2 separate regions of the Zea mays genome follow, and region 1 is linked to region 2. A link is a contact called in public Hi-C data. All regions are on one chromosome and are shown on one strand. The core of a region is the stretch at or near the end of the contact, and the rest is flanking DNA. Distances in the headings are between cores, read along the strand shown. Region 1 holds the start of LOC100280504 (G protein-coupled receptor). Region 2 holds the start of LOC100281580 (smr domain containing protein).

Region 1 (3,580 bases), core at 901-3,400, 150 kb before region 2:
CCTATGTGTTATCAAACAGTTGCAACACAATACATCAAACATAAATAAATGGTATGGACAATTTTAGCTTTTGTCAAGAACACTGAATCATATGGATAAAAATTTGTTATTTCTTTCAACACAAGGTCTCTCCAGAAACTGTTCTCTAACTTGTCCAAAATGTTACTTAATTTGGAAAATATAAATTCAAACAAAGGCAAATATGTAATCGACAGTTTGCATACCCCACACATATAAGTGGAAAATAGATCCAAATTCTTCAACATCAGTTTTGTGTTTTACAACTGTGCGATGCAGAGTGAATGATATGGTGGTTGTCCATAGAAAAGAAGCCACACAGAAGAAATGAGCACTGTAGTCATGTGCAAAGCAGTAAAATGCATTCGATGGCCCCCTGCAACATAAGAAAACATCGTTAAGAAATGTTTTACCATGAGCACATAACCAAAATATGCATTCAGACACAGAGACAAATGAGAGAAAGAATAGTCTGGTGTGTTTTTCTTAAACAAAAAAAACAATTATTCTGTTTTAATACTGGCATTGATATTTCTTAGTAAGCAGAATACAAGGGTAAGGTTCAAATTACTTGGCCATGAATTGAATAATAAGCATAACTGATTCTGCATATCTTCATTCTGGTAGGCTGTTAATAGCAAAAGTAAATTAACACTGAGCATGAAACTGAGGAAGTATTTATGTGTAGGAGAAGAAATGCAACATACCCCAATATAGTGAATAAGCTGCAAAACATATCCTGCAATTGACAACAAAGTTATCATAAAACATGAAACAGCTAGAGCAATAGCAATAATGAACAAACCAAGCTTCAGCTAATGTTTCTATGTGTCAGCTAAGCAACTAGACATGTAACATCATTTTTTTTCCTTTTTCTCAAAAACAAACTAGTTGTCAAGTGATGAACTAGTTAACTAGGTGCTTATTATGGCCATTGGTTTCAATATTCAACAAAATAAGTAATATGACACCAGCTGATTCCATATTTAAGAATGAACTCTGAACTATATGTATGAAAAATATGCTCCCATTCCCATCTAGTGATCTAGGCAGTAGGCACTATCCAATTGGAGGCAGAGCACATGTGTCCCTGCAACAAATCATAGACTCAAGACTTCAAGGGGGTGTTTGGCATAACTCTGCTCCACTCTAAAGCAACTCTGCTTCAAAACTCTAGGTGGAGCAACTGTGCTCTGGAGTCTAGATTGCTTTCTCATAAGTGCCAGTGGTGGATAAATACCTTCAAACTCCATGTATAGGTTGCTTTTTAAGAATACTGCAGCCTCAAAACTCTATGGAGTTTATAACTCTAGAGTTAAGGTATTGGCTAGCTCTGGCCAGTTTCTCTTGGAGTTTTGCTCTCGAGCGATGCCAAATACCCCTTAAATATCTTAGTGTCATACTTTAACCACTGGAATTGGAATGGTGTTTCAAACAAAATCCAAATCCAAGTGTAAAACATGTACAGTATGTGCTATGACGGCACTAGACTAAGGTTATCACACAACTGTTGAAATCTACCTCGTAGGTGAAAATTGACGATGGTATGCACATTTCTGAAGGTCCAGTTCCCTGCTTACTGATGACACCAGATTCTGGAGAAGTGGAGAACTAATGCATCTAATATGCATAAAATTAACTCACACCTCTTCTAAACTAAGGGTGTGTGATGAATGACCATTTTCCTTGCTAGCCATGAACGACTATTTTCAATGACACTGAAGGCTAACACCTAGCGGCTCTGTGGTTATTCATGGCTATTTTTGAAATAACAGCCACGATACATCGCACAACTAGCGGCTCAAACCCGAAAACCCTTGAAAAGCATCTAAGTTCGAGCAGGCCACTCACCGAGACGGCTAGGTAGAAGACGAGCTTGAAGGAGAACTTGCGGAGCTCGCGGAAGAGGAGGTAGCAGATCACGATGAAGGAGGAGCCTGCCAGCGAGAGCGCCGCAGCGCCAGTGCCCACGGCATCGAGGATCTGCCGGTCCCGCAGTGCCTGCCTCATCGCCGCCGACGCCGCCGCGGCAACGGCCGGAGCCATCGCCGGCGATCTATGGGACGGGGGATGTCAAGTGAAAACGACCGGGGGAATTGTTGATTGCTGGGCTGGATTGGGTTGGGAGTTGTGAATTGTGACCCCGACTGCCTTCACCGTGAAGCTAGTGTGTAATTATCTGGGCTTTCCTCGGTAGTTGGCCTCCTGCGTTATCTTTTTTTAAAAAAAAATCCTTACATTTCTTCAAAATCAATTCAGCCTAAAATGAATGTTAAAAAGCAGGGCAACAGATAAGCTTTAAACCCACAATATGATAGAAGTGTTAAGTAACCCTAGTTAGGGTTATATAGGCAAATACCTGCTTTGCTCCTGAGGGGTCTCACATCTCTATATAAGGTACCTGTACACCCCTCATAATACAGAGATCAGAAAGAGGCCAGAGGCCCAACCCTATATCATGTGTATCGTGTGTTTCCTCTGTCGTGCTTATGGGAAGGGAGACGGGTTCTCTACAGCTTCTTGCACCTCTACTGCTGACGGGAGGGAAGGAAGCGGATCTGGTGATCCGTGGTAACGTAGTTTTCAACACGTTATCAGCACGCTCTACCTCCACGTTGCTGCGGGATCAGATCTGCATCAACTCTTCATCGAGCCGGCAGGTCACCGGCCTAGCCGAACTGTCCTACGCGACAGACTTCGATTACCCTCTACGCAATCGAACGGTATTTTTTTAGATCTACTGTTCATAGGATCTCACCTAGCGGAACTTCCTGCTCTCATGTTTGTTTCGGTGGGAGTCCTTGCTGCTCCACAATCTCTGGTGGGTTCCAAAGAACGTGCCCATGCAACAATCCGCCTAGCGCGCTGCACTGACCTGACGTCGCGCACCGCTGATCCTACTGCGTCGCGTGGGCCCGCTGCTCAATGCGCCTCCGCTGCGGGCATCCTGGCTACCTCGCTGGCGGGCCTCGATCGTGCGTCACACGCGCAGAGAGGAGTGGATCGTCCATGCAGGCAGTTACTGACCGCGAACTTGACTCCGCTAATTGCTCCTACGATAGATACAGGTGGGGCCACTGACTTGCTTGCATGCTGCCGTGAACTCGTGATGGTGCATGTATGTGATGGCGCATGGAAGTAATGGCACATACATGCAACTGCATGGCTGGAGGCCTGGAGCCTTGCGCCCTTGCCCATCCGGACGTGCATGCAAGATTAAAGACGGGCATGTAAGATTAATGAAGTGGAGTCAACGCCTCCAGCTTTTGTGGGTCCTTTTTAGATTTCTTTTCTTCGTGATGAAAAAATGAGAACCAGAATCGTGGACTAGTTCAGTTGGGTTCAGTTATACCTGAATAAAACAGATTTTATGTTACGGTTCCTACTCTAAGTAATTATTTTCTACAATAAATATTAGTAAAAAATACATGCTCTATATTATTTATTCTATTTATTTCCTGTTGTAAATAACAAGTAGAATAAAGCATATTTTATGTTACAATTTCTATTTTAATTAATTATTTCCGGCAGTAAATAATTAGTAGAAAAATACATATTTAAA
Region 2 (3,559 bases), core at 802-3,301:
GTCGTTGCTCCGAAGAGCATGACACATAAGGAGATAATTGAGTTTATAATTGAGCATATCATTCATAGATTCGCATTCCCCAAACTTTGACTATGGACCAGGGGACTTATTTTATGTCAAAGGAGATACGTGAGTTTGCTGAATTATATAAAATCAAATTGCTTAATTAATCTTCATATTATGCTCAGGCCAATGGACAGACCGAATCTAATAATAGTAAGTTGATTAGACTTATAAAGAAGAAGATATCTGATCACCCTAGGCATTGCCATAAGGTTTTGTCTGAGGCTATGTGGGCTCACATGATATCTAAACATCGTGCAACTAAAATCTCTCCTTTAGAGCTTGTTTATAGACATGAAGCTATTTTGCTCTAGAGATAAGCATGAATGTTGTCATGTTTGATAAGCATAATGATCTACCTATCGGTGATTATTATAATTTGATGATTGACAATATCGATGAAGTGACCGACAAGAGTTTGATGGTTCTAGGAGAAATCGAGAAAGACAAGATCATTGTTGCTAAAACTTACTACAAGAAGGTCAAGATAAATCATCCTAGGTTGGAGATATGGTGTGGAAGACCATCTTGCCACTAATAGTTAGCAAATGGTCACCGAGCTGGGAAGACCCTTATAGAATCACACAGGTAATAGTTAGCAATGCATACATGTTACAGACTTTACAAGGTGTGGACCTACCCAAGGCACTGAATGGTCGTTTCTTGAAGCAATATCATCCTAATATGTGGCAAGATGTTTAGAGAAACTAATATTGACATATTCGAGTTGATTCTAGTCCGCACCAGTGCTTTTGGTTTGCTCAACTTTCCCAAAAGGCAGGGGTATGTGTTGAGCACCATCTGTGGCACTAGGTACGGGTGGACGGTCTGGCCCTGAGCCCTATACGGTCCGGACTGCGGATAGTCCATCTATAGGCGCGGGCAGTCCACATTAGGATTAGATGAGGCAGCTAAAATCCTTTCTCCAGGCATGTTTATCCCTCTAAACCTGTGGGAGTTGTTGGAAAACGCTTAGGAATGGGTCTAGACCCCATATATATTTGAAGGAGTACTACTAATTAAATCATCAACAATCGAATCAATCAATCTAGTTATCATTTTTATACTTTTCATGCCCTAGAAGTAGCAGTAACTTAGCCTTCTCATCTCCGTTTTCACCTCTCTTCGGCTCTACGTCGTCTGAAGGTATATTGGGTGGCATGCCGATCACAAGACAACTCCTAGGATCTTTCCTAACTGAGGAGTCCCTCTCAGGGGTCAGATCCAGATGCTATTAGCGAACGCCGTCGCCTCTGCGTACACGCGGACCATCCGGCCACCAGACGCGGACCGTCCGACTTCGGCGCAGAGAAGAACTCACTCCCGTCGCAGGTCGTGGACCGTCCGACCCTAGATTGCAGACCGCCCACGCTACTGCAGATAGCACCGACATTGATATAGCTCATAATGATTGAAGCTCAGATCGGCGTCAACAACTACCCTTTTGAACAGATGTACTGTTCTGGCTATTTGGAAGAGAGCATTCGTGAGTTGGAGGCGAGATCGGACCAGGATTGGGAGGGAAAGTCCATGCGAAGATTTCTGCAGGTGATGTGTATTTCTCGTGTGCGGAGGGATACGAGGTGTTGATACAGATCTATTGGAGACTTGTTTTTTTTATATTTTTGTTTAAATTAAAGTTTGAGATTAGGATTATTGAGATGGAGATGCTCGTGATGAACCTGGCTGGATATGAGGTGCTTAAATTAAAGTTTTTTTATTTTTCCCCAGAGGCCATGAACCTGGCTGGCTCAGCCAACGCAGACGCGACCAGCACGGGAGAAGCAACCCTGCGCACGGTACCGCACCGGCTCGAGAAGCAGGACTGCAGGACCCGGATCGCCAGGTGCGCGTGCATATTCGTATCGGCCGACGCCCATCCGATCGCCAGGTGCGCGTGCGCCCGTGCTGGACCCGGATCCCGAGGCTGGCCGCCACCCACCGCGCCGCACCCTTCCCCTCGACGCCACCGCGCCCTACACTGGCCGCGCGGGCCCCACCCGGCCACCCCCCGCCGCGTCGGGTCAAACTCCACCACCCCATCTCCCTCACCTCACCTCGCCTTCACCTCAGCTCACGGCCTCACCCGTCCACCCACCCACCCGCCTCGCCTCCATCCACAGCGACCACGCCCATCTTCGCTCTGTCCGCTCACCCCCACCTCTCCGCCCCCGTCTCCGTCCGCACCCGTCCGCCTCCGACTTCCCCGTGGCCCAGCCGGATCCGGAGCCGAACTCGACCTTGTTCAGGAAGGAGAGCCCGAACCGCGGCGGGCGGGAGGGCTCTTTTTAGCTTGCCCCGCCTGAGGCCAGCCGCCCCATGGGCCAGTCGCCTGAGCGCGCTACGTATCAGCTCATCGACCGGCGGGAAGGTACTGGTTTCCTGTTTCCCTGTTTCTTCTCTAGATAGATCTGGTGAATTCCACGAAGATCTGGTCCGAATCGGGTACACTGGGTCGGTCGGTTGGTAATTCCTGTTCCGTGTGTGGAGTTAAAAAACAGCTCTTCTTTTTTCACGCCGCTGTAGGCTGTAGCGTCGGTTGGACGTCGTGAGCGTGCAGAGCAATTAAGCAAAGCAGGTGCACTCTTTGCTCAACTTTTTTATTGCTATTTTGGCTGCGCTCAAGTGTAATTATTAGTATGATTGTGGCTGGAGTTGCAAGCAATTGATGGGTTTGAAGCCTTGAGGGCTTCAGTTTGAGAACGGCTACTAGGGCAGCATCTCAAGTTTATCCGTTGCTGGCTCATTTGATAACAGCATTAATTCGTTATTTTGTTGCCTATTGTCTGCTTCGATTGCTGTTTATGTATGTATACACAACAATGTTTAGTTGACCAGAAAAAAAAACATACACGGCGTTCGCTTTAGCTAAAGCACAGCTGCAACCGCTGCAGCTATGGCTGGAAACTACTCAGTGAAGCACTGTTGAATGGCTGCAGCAGTCGTCTGTTTAAGCTCAGCTGAACAGCTTATAGTTGTGAAATTGGAGGGTGCAAACGAACACCATGTTGCAAAGAAAACACTTCCTTTATGATGCAGTACCCTGCTGCATCTTCTTTTAGTAAAGGACGCATGCATATGAGTGACAGGAAACATCTGCTTTTTGTTTCTGTTTGAACATGCTATCGGTTTTGGGAAAGAAAGCTACAATTCTTGGGTCTTTGGGAATTACCAATTTGATTGATGTTGGTGGTGGCATAACCGCCTCACTGTGACTGGGATAATAAGGAAAATGCTTTCTGAAGCAATAGCGATAAGGAGGCTCTTCTAAGAAAACCTTGGCCGCACTGTCTAATTTATTTAATTGTGGTTTTCATTATAGGAACCAGGAAGTCATTTATTACTATTCAAGTATTATCCTATTGTAAAGATCTACTAACAAAGAGCTACCTGATGCTTTCTGATTATTATATCTACTTCATCTGGCCGTAAATATAGATACATCTAGGTTTGTCGTAAGTCAAACTTAGTCAACTTTGACCATCAATAAAAAATT

What was found. Hi-C and Micro-C count contacts between places; a contact is called where the count stands out from the background.
Region 1: a Hi-C map of ear shows a contact between it and region 2, with 3 times the contacts expected there. The contact joins the promoter of LOC100280504 here to the promoter of LOC100281580 in region 2. A contact is called at or near these places in 6 of 25 Hi-C or Micro-C datasets (bundle sheath, ear, endosperm and 2 more) and 1 of 3 datasets of contacts at active chromatin or transcription factors (seedling).

What each region holds. Positions count from the first base shown.
Region 1 is chr6:119,613,860-119,617,439 of Zm-B73-REFERENCE-NAM-5.0, reverse strand. LOC100280504 (G protein-coupled receptor) reads right to left here and starts at 2,150. Exons shown (of 9, transcript NM_001153424.2): 1 at 1,870-2,150; 2 at 726-757; 3 at 225-394. The coding sequence starts at 2,064.
Region 2 is chr6:119,468,614-119,472,172 of Zm-B73-REFERENCE-NAM-5.0, reverse strand. It overlaps LOC100281580 (smr domain containing protein), which reads left to right and starts at 2,051. Exons shown (of 7, transcript NM_001154499.2): 1 at 2,051-2,434; 2 at 2,590-2,641.